Linked DNA regions of Sus scrofa: region 1 is linked to region 2. The links are chromatin contacts, called in public Hi-C maps. All regions are on one chromosome and are shown on one strand. Each heading gives the region's core, a stretch centred on a gene start, on an enhancer-like site or on the middle of the called end of the contact. The rest is flanking DNA. Distances are from core to core; before and after follow the strand shown. Region 1 holds the start of OLFM1 (noelin). Region 2 has its middle 110 kb from the start of RXRA.

Region 1 (4,485 bases), core at 618-3,117, 430 kb before region 2:
AAGTGGCTGGTTGACTCACAGCGGGCACGTAATTTAGAAATCAGATCTCCGCCCCGTAAGGCGAGCAGGGAGGCTCGCGCAGCCTCGCTCCGCCGCTCCCTGAAGCTGGAGATGAAGCACCCGCGGCAAGAGCCGGCATCCAGCAGCAGCCTATTAGCCCAGAGCCGCAACGACCCCAAGCCCCGGCAATGTGCCTGCTGGCAGCCTGGCGAAAGCTGCCCGAGAAGCCGCCAGGCTTCCAACTCGCGCAGGCTGCCACCCACGAGCCATTTGGCGGATGCCACCAGTAACTCAGTCCTGAGGTGTGCAGGGGTCACACCCAACCTCAGTCCTGAGGTGTGCCCATCACGAAACCTCAGCTGGGCATGGCTGCTGACATGGGGATATGGCTGGTGTCACCTTGCAGCCCAGCTCAGGTGGTCTGGACCACCAGGTACACGCGGCAGACACGATGGCCCGAAACACTCCCTGAGCACAGACTCTGCAGCCTGCCCAGGGGCCTCAGGTCACCTCCCTGCTATTTTTAGTGTGGAGATGGGGAGAAGTTAGGCGCAGGGAGTCCATAGGAGACGCATTTCATTTCATTCATTTCCAACCCCAGGAGCTCAGGACCCAGAGCAGAAACAAAGTCGTTTGGAAGAAAACGCTGCATGCAGTTCTTGAAAGAGCAGGTGCCGGAGGGATGAAGGTCTCAGGAAGGGCCACCAGGATGCCTCCTCCCGGAGCGCCGCGCCCTTGACCGCCAAAACCCAGTGGGAAGCTGCGTGTCCTTCACCTCTCCTTTTAGCCAAGAGGGAGCCCGCCTGGGGCTCGCCCCTTCCGCCCCCACCCGCCCTGCCACCGAGGGGGGTGGCTCCAGCCTCCACCTAGGTCCGCGCAGCCCAGCGGAGGCCCTGGCTCTTGCCCCCTCCCCTAAGGCTTGGAGAGGGAGGAGAAGCATTAGGGGGATAGAGTGGGAGGGGGCGCAGAAGGTGAGGGGCGAGCTGCACAGCTGTGCCTCCCCGGCCCCGCCCGAGCCTCTGCACCCTGGCGGGCCGCGGACCGGTGGCCCTCGGCAAGGGGATGGGGCGGGAAAGGCGCTCAGGGACTTTGAGGGCAGGAGCTCCCGCGCGCCGGGGCCCCACTCCTGCCGGTCCAGTCGCCTTTTGCAAAGTAGGGCGGGCTCACTTCCGAGCCCAGGCTGGACCCAGCGACACTGGGGCGGACGGCGTCTCCACCCCTTACCTGCCGAGTGACCTTGGGTAAGTCCCCAAGACCCCTGCCTCAGCTTCCTCACCCCATCAACGGGGGCTTGCTAGCTGAATGAGGACTCCGAGCCTCGGCGTCCCTGGCAGGCTCCCTGGCCCCGACAGGGCACCCGGCAGAGGCAGGAAGCATCGCCTGGAGGGGACCTCGACCCGAGGAGAGGAGGGCGCTGGGGCCGGAGGGAGCAGGGTCGCCGCCGCAGCGCGCAGGAGCCACCGCGGGTCCCCCCGCGCGTGCCCTTGCCCTGCGCCCTGCTCCCCGCGCGGCGCGCGCCCGGGGCTGGGGACCGGGAGGGGGCGGGGAGGAGGCCCCGCCAGGGCGGGCGGCGGGCGCACTTACGCCGGTGCTGCGGTCCAGCGTCCCGCCGCTGGCCGCCGAGAGCTTGGTGGTGTTGAGGCCCACCAGCGAGGGCAGCGTCTGGGACATCCAGTTGGTGATCATGGCCATGGTGCTGAGCACAACCCCGATCTTGAGCAGCGGCACCGACATCGCGCCTCGAGTGCCTCCTGCGCCCGCGCCGCGCCGGCGCCGGCTCCGCGCCCCGGGCAGCCTTCAGGCGGCGGGCACCGCGGCGGGCAGGGGCGCCCGGCCGTGTCCCCGCGCCCCCTCGGCCCGCCGCCGCCCGCCCGCCGCCGCCGCCGCCCCGCGCGTCCCGGCCATGGTCGCGCCGCCCCGGGCGCCCGGGAGAGTGGCCGCCCCGCCGCTGGCCCCCGTCCGCTGCCGCCCGCCGCCGGGAAGGGCCGCCGGCTCCGGCTCCGGCTCCGGCTCTGAGCGCCGCGCTGGCTGCGCGCGCGGGGGCCGCGGCCGGGAGGCGGGGACACTGCCGGGCGGCGGCCGACGCAATCTGCCCAGGAAATGGGTGGATTTTTCCTCTCCACTCCGGCTCCCCGCCGCCCCCTGGCTGCTGCCGGCGACGTCTGCAGAGCCCTGCCGCCGAGGAGTTGGGAGGGGGTGACCCGGGAAGAAAGACAGACCACCGCCCCTCAACTCATCAAAATCCGCCCGCGCAGATGGCAGCGGCCTTAGCGCACCAGCTGGCCGCTGCCCTCCCACCCTCAAGGCCGCCAGCGAGCCAGGGCGGGCGCCCCTCTGAGACCCCACAGGGCTCGCTTCGTGGCTGCTGAGGACCTATCCTGCGGTGGCTCCTCGCTCCTGACAGCCGGGCAGCGCCCTGAAACCCAGCCTGGAAGGCGAGCTGGAGCCCAGCTCCAAAAGCAGCCCCTGGGGGGCTCTCCAGCTCCAGGGTTGCGGGAGGGGGTCAGGGAGAGGGAAAAGGCCCTTCAGGGAGCCGGGGACAGCCAGGAGCCCCTGGGTCTTTGCTGGCAGTGGAAGCACTGCCCAGTGCGGGCTCCTGGGTGCAGACCTGCTGGAGTGGTGCAGGAGCTGGGTCTGGGTTTGGGGTTCCCACCTGCCGGCAGGATTGCTAAAGCGGCCACACCCAGGACAAGAGTGGTGCAGGTGGGGCCCAGGTCAGGGACCTGGGGTCTGTGGCTGGGGAGCAGGGGTGAGTGTCCTCCGGCTCCCGCGGGGGCTCCTGGTGCCCAGGCAGAGAGCTAGCGCGGGCTGGCACGAGCCCCCAGCCCTGGACAGCATCAGCGCCAGGACACGTGTGAGTCTCTTGGAAGTGCAGGCCTGACTGGGTCAAACCCCTTGATAGGGTTTTAGAATGTGCAGGAGGCTCTTCTCACGGGAGATGGAAGATGCACGTCCTCCAGGCCCCCGTTAAACCTTCCCAGCCATTTGGGGAGTAGAGAACCCCCACCTCACTCACTGCCCTCTTCTCTGCCTGGGAGAAAATTCATCTCCCTTCCCGGATGGGGACTGAGGGTGGACGTCAGCACGAAGGAGCTAGCCTTCCTCCGGTCAAGCTGGACCGCACCTTCCAGGGCTCCTCTCTCTGCTCGGGTCCCTCTGTAGAGGGGACTCAATCACGGCCAGGGTGGTCCTGGCCTGAGCCTTGGGGGTGAGACCTTTGAGCTGAAGGGTCCCCCAGATTTGTTTTCCTGGCTAATGCACAGGATCTGGGGCAGCGGCTGGGCTGGAAGCAGCGAATTCCAACGGTTGGGGAAGCGCGCCACCTCCCAGCGCGAGCGGGTACTGCAGGCTCTGCTGGGTCCACGCTGAGTGCAGGTGCTGGGGCGGCAGTCACCCCAGCTCCGCCTCCTTTCTCTTTCAACGACCCTCTAACACAGATTTAGGGCCGAAAGCTGTGCCAACCCAAATCACTCACACCTGCTTCGCACCGCAGAAGGACACTGACCACTTATTTGTTGGACCAACTGTATAGAGCAGATTCCCGGGCACCGTGCAAACGAAAACTTAGCTACCACCAACTGAGTACATGCATTGCCAAGAAAGGCATCTCAGAGTGGTCACTCCGTGGGCAGACTCTGGGGCCAGACAGCCCGGGATTGAGCCCTGCTTCTGCCGCTTATTGGTTGTGAGGTCCTGGCGGAGGCAATTAGCCCTCCTGTGCCTCGGTTTCCCCATCTGTAAAATGCATTTCATAAGAGCAGCCGTTCTTTCTGGGGCATGTGAGGACTCAGTGACTCAGTGTGGAAGCAGATGTGGTGGCAGATAAGGGGGATCCTCCCTGTCACCCCCCTTTTTCAGAAGACCAAAGGGGCTCAGGGGAGACCCTCAGCTGAGCCACCAGTGACCGGTGCGTGAGCCCCTGGCAGAGCGGGGATTCAATGCTCCCAGCAACCCCTGTCACCTCCCCTAAGAGCTGATTGGCTGAGGACCACGCCCAAGATGCTGTGGATGCAGAGGCGCAGATGTGATGCCGAGGAGGTGCTGATGGCCGTGCAAACCGCTCCCAATACCCAGAGCCATACCTTCCAGGAAGGTGCGCTCCAAACGGGCAGATGCAGAGAACTTACAAAACCTCTCCTGATCTTGAAGAACTTGAGATTTCACGGCTGTCATGTCCCTGGGGATTTCTAACTGCTGCTCTAAAGAGAGGAGGGCCAACCCAGCCGGGCTTCTCCCCAGAGGAAATGAGAACCAGGTCGTTTGCAGCGATGAACCCAAGTCTGCTCCCAAGACCTGGCAGAGGCTAGACGCCCCCCTCCACCCCATCCCCAGCTTGAGGGGCTGCCTTCCACGCTCTAGGGGACAGGCAATTAGAGGCAGCCTGGAGATTTGAAACCCCCTTATCGTATTTCTCCTGAGCTAGCAATCCTGCTGGGGCGCCAGAAAGGGCGTGTGGCAACCCCTAAGACGCGGCTGAGAAGCAGC
Region 2 (4,438 bases), core at 409-2,908:
CGAGAGGACGCTCCACCTCCTTACCCCAACCTGCCCGCAGATGGTTACGGAAGGAACCATCCCCTACAGCCAGACCTGGACATTCGGACCCCCCCCCACCCCACCCACCACCGCAGGCAGGGAGAAAGGCGAGGCCTCGGTACAGTGCTTGCTGGAGGCTGACCAGCGGCCAGAACCGCTCGTCTGACCCCTGCCTGGCGCTCCAGCCCCACCCCAGGCCCACGGAACGTCCGGCAAAGAGCATCAGCCCCAGGACAGCGCAGCCCACGGCCAAGGCCCGAGCAGGCAGGGGGAGGGGGACAGAGAGCTCCCTGCTGGGCGAGGGCCAGCGGCTACTTTCCATGGAAAAAATGTCTTCAGACCCCCAGAGCCCCGGAGGCCTCAGCCCACGGTCAAGGCTCTGCTGTAGCCACTGCCGAATCGCTTCCTGGACAGACAGCCCCCCTCGCCCCCAACCCCGTTCTAAGCCAGGCTCCGCCCCCTGCCCCTCGGTCACAGCGAGGGCCGCCTCCAGGCTGAGCCGCACCGCCAGGCACCACGGCCCCCAGCAGACCCCTGGCCCTCTGCTCTGGCCCGGCCCCACTGCGAGCCCCCTGTCCTCCAGGAGGTCGCCGGCCACCTGCACAGTGGAAAGGAGAGCTGCGGCTGGTTTCACGCTGGGCCCTCTGAGCCCATGGGGGGCTTTGCTCAGGGGTGACCCTGGAGGGCGGCCTCTGGCCCTGGCACCAGTCAGCCGCCGATAAACGCCCGTCCACTGGAATGAGACCCCATCTGTGCTCTGTCACTGGGCTCTCTGCTAGGTTTTATTTCAAGAAATGTTCCTGAGACACAACGCTGGCCAGCTGTGCAGACCCCTCCAGAGTGACTCCTCAGGGTTGGCAGGGCTCGTGCGTGACGGGGCTTTAGGAGTGGCTGGCAAGGCCCTTCCTGCCCAGGTAGCCCTGCCTCTAGGGGTGGGAGGGGCCTGAGGCTGTGGTGAACTTGGCCCCGAGGCCTGGGTGTGCGGCGTGTCCATGGGGAGTCCGTGCGGGGGCCACGGGGGGCACGTCAGCTCCTGTCCAGTCTCAGGGCCCCTGGCTCAGGGACAGGCCCCCTGGAGATCCCATCTGGAGGTGCTGGGACAAGCAGGGTCCTGACTCAGGGGCCAGGGACAGGGGTGGGCTACCATCCTCGCTCCCCTCCAGGGCCCACGGTAGCCAGATGCTGGGGACACCGTGAGGGTCCCAGCTCCTGGTCCCCGGCCTCAGGGCAGACAGTGGAAAGAGCTGGAGTCCTGAGGGCTTGAGCCAGCCCCGCGGCCCCAGGGGGCCCTCCCAGACCCGGGGCCTCTCCGTGTGGATGACGAGGCCTGGAGGGAAGCGGAGCAGGCCCAGGAACCCGGCAGTTTCCATCCGGGCCAGCGGGCTCTCGGCGGGGTTGGGAGAGACTGAACTTTTCGGGAGGAGCCTGGTGGGCGGCCCCCTCCTCCCGCCTGGCTCAGGCCGCGGGGCGGAGACCAGATAAGCAGGACTCCCCGTGCCAGGGACCCCGTCCCCCCGCTTCTGCAAAAGACCCCAGGTCTCCAGCTCCCCGGGCTCGAGTCGGCCTGGGACCTGCTTCTTGCAGCAGCGACGTGTGTGCCGGGCCCCAGGCGCTTCAGAGGTTCCCCTGACGTCACCCGCATGGTTTGAATGGGCAGTGACTTCGAAACCCTCAGAGGCATAATTGCAGTTGTCTTTGCAAAGTGAAATCAGATGGTTTTTCCAAACCTCCGGGCCCGGCCCTCCCCCACCCCCGCTCCCACTCTCTTTTTATTCCGCTCCTTGGACCCCGGCCAGATGTTTCCTGCAACAGCAAACCCTCCAGACGTGGACAAAAGGAGAAGCGAGCGCGCAGCTTCCTGCCGGCTCGGGTGGAAGTGGCGACGTGGCAGGGCGGGATGGCGGCCGCTGCTGCAGCCGGGCCCCGGGGCCCGACGCCCGCGGGACGTGGCCGAGGGGCCCCAGGGCCCCAGGAACAGCCCCTCTCCATGGATGCAGGGCCCTGGCCCGGCTGTGGCCCTGGGAAGAGCCAGGCAGAGCTCGAGGGCGGGCCTGGGGCCCCGGCTGAGCCGGGTGGGATCCCTGCTCCGCGCTCACACACGTGGGCCACCCCCACTGGTCACCTCTCCACAGGCGCCCCCAGGCGGGCTTAATCTTGATTCTTTGTAGAAACGCTTTGGACAATTCGTTGTCTAAAGGTTTTTGTGAACACAGCGGCTTCCCGGGCGGTTCCTGCCATCAGCCTGGGCAGCACTCAAGCAGCCTCACCGGAGACCCCAACTGCAGCAAGAGAGACTTCAGTTAGACCAAAGAAGACCGCAGGGGTGGGACCCAGGAGGACCTGGTTACAGACAAGTTGTGAGAATATCCTCCCACCCCTCATCCCTGCAGCACATGAGAGAAGGTTCTGGAAGGCACAGGCACATGCACAACAGCCTCAGAAAACAGTGGTAGGACCAGATAATACCATCCAGTGGCCTGGCCAATCCAGCTAAGATTTATGACCCAGCTATTTGTAGCTAAACCTGTACACCCCACAGTGTTTGTAACTAAAAGATGGCAAAATATTGGCACAGGCTCACGGGCAGAAATAAGAGGATTTAAACCAGCAGTTCTTCAGGGGGCACCTGCTAGGAGTTCCCTGAAAGTCCTTGTTTTCTTCAGACCCTACCTGGGGAACCAGCAATGACATTAGAAAATGTTCTTTTCCCTACTGTGTACCCAGAGAACTCCTATGTACCCTTCAGTGCCCAGCACAAACGCCACCTCCTCCGGGTAGCGTTCCAGCCATTTCCCCCACAGGCTGCTCCCTCCTGTGACTTCCCACAGCACCTTGAACATGGCCTCCCCACCCACCCCCGGCCCCGATCAGCCCACATCTGCTGCCCGCATGCAGCCCCAAAAGAATGTTCTAGACTTTCCCAGTCTCATATGCCAGCCGCTGTCCACATGTGGCTCTTGAGAGTGTGAAACGTGGCTTGTATATGGGGGTGTGCCGTAAGTGTAAAAGATACACCCACTCTCAGACTTGGCCCCCAAAAGGAAAATGCATAATAGCTCATTAATAATGTTTAGATTGCTCGCATATTGAAATAATAATCGTCTGACGTATTGGTTTAAATAAAATATATTATGAAATTCATGTGGCTTTTAATGTGGCGACGAGACAGTTTGCAGTCACACGCAGGCCACATTCCAGCCTCCGGGACAGACTCGGCTCTCCCCAAGCCAACACTAGGCCTGGCCCGTGTGGTTTCCAAGCAGTGTTTGTTGAGTGAATAAGTAAACGTATGGGCACTGGGGCCCTGAGCCTCAGACCCGCCCCAGCGTGAGCCCTGGCCGTCCCGTTGAAATACAGAGGACGGGCGAATTTTCCCGAACACGGCTCTCTGCTCTGGAGTCCACACCCAGCCCTGTGTTGTGTCATCAGCCCCTCTGGGCCCCTGGCCTTGTACTGGGGTCTCAGGGCACCCTGGGGAGAAAGCAGGGCTCCTCCAGGGGAAGACAGGGAGCCCCCAGGAGTGAGAAGCCCAGGGTCAGCCAGTACACCCTTGACCGCTCCTGCAGGCTCATGCGGGCAGCACACACAGCGGGCAGGGTGGGTGCTGCCTTCTGCTCAGGGTGAGCCTGCCAGGCCGAGCTGGAGACAGGAGGCAGGAAGCTATGATGTCCTTCCCCGGTCACTGTGTGGCTGGGCCCCTCCCCTGAGGCCGGCTCTGCCCGTGCTGTCCAGAGGCGTCCCCCACTGCCCCACACCTCAACTCCTCAGTGCTTGGCTGGGACCCATGGCCCTGCCCGCCCCCCTCCACGCGGGCGCTAGATGCCCTGCCAGGGCTCCTGGGGTGTCCTAACCTCCCTTCTCTTAGTCTCGCTCTGAACAGGAAGGTGCCCACCTGGGGCCTCCTGCAGGCTCTGGGGACAACGGGGTGGTCACATCAGGGTCCAGAGGGGTCAAGATGCATAATCACTTCGCACGTGACAAGGTCTGGCCGCCAAGGAGGCTCCCACCAGACCTCCTCCAGGACCCGCTGGGGGCAGACGTCCGGGGACCTCCACCCTTCCACCTGTGCTCTCCTGGGTCCCGCACCCCCTTCCAGAAGGTGCACCGCGCGGGCACATGCCCCTCACCGGGGGTGAGATGACCGCTGCCTTTGCGCCTGACTCTGAAACTTCCCTCTCTGTTTCCTACTCTGCGTTTCCGGAACAGGATAGGCGAAAGGAAGCATTTGGGGAAAGGAGGACCCCTTAGCCAAGAGGAAATCGGAGATGCTGGTATGGGGCCCTGGCTGCCTTCTCGGGCCACTTGGGCAGCTCCTCCTCCCAGTCACGGGGTCAGGGAGCGCAGGGACAGCACCTGCCCGTCTAGCCTCGGTGGGCTGCTGGCGGGGCGCTCGGAGAGGCAGGGCTGGAGATGGTTG

Evidence for each region. Hi-C and Micro-C count contacts between places; a contact is called where the count stands out from the background.
Region 1: a contact with region 2 is called in a Hi-C map of embryonic fibroblasts, with 17 times the contacts expected there. The contact joins the promoter of OLFM1 here to the enhancer-like site in region 2. A contact is called at or near these places in 8 of 47 Hi-C or Micro-C datasets (embryonic fibroblasts, fetal skeletal muscle, heart right ventricle and 4 more).

The regions. Positions count from the first base shown.
Region 1 is chr1:274,233,623-274,238,107 of Sscrofa11.1, reverse strand. It overlaps OLFM1 (noelin), which reads right to left and starts at 1,867. Exons shown (of 6, transcript XM_021071662.1): 1 at 1,585-1,867. The coding sequence starts at 1,734.
Region 2 is chr1:273,807,506-273,811,943 of Sscrofa11.1, reverse strand. No RefSeq gene overlaps it. Among named protein-coding and RNA genes, the nearest start is that of RXRA, 110 kb to the right of the region's middle. Within about 2 kb of position 1,658, at least 29 of the 83 cell types and tissues checked have an H3K27ac peak or open chromatin away from gene starts, as enhancers often do. A contact at or near this core is called in fetal skeletal muscle, mesenteric adipose tissue, omental adipose tissue and 2 more, where this site is marked.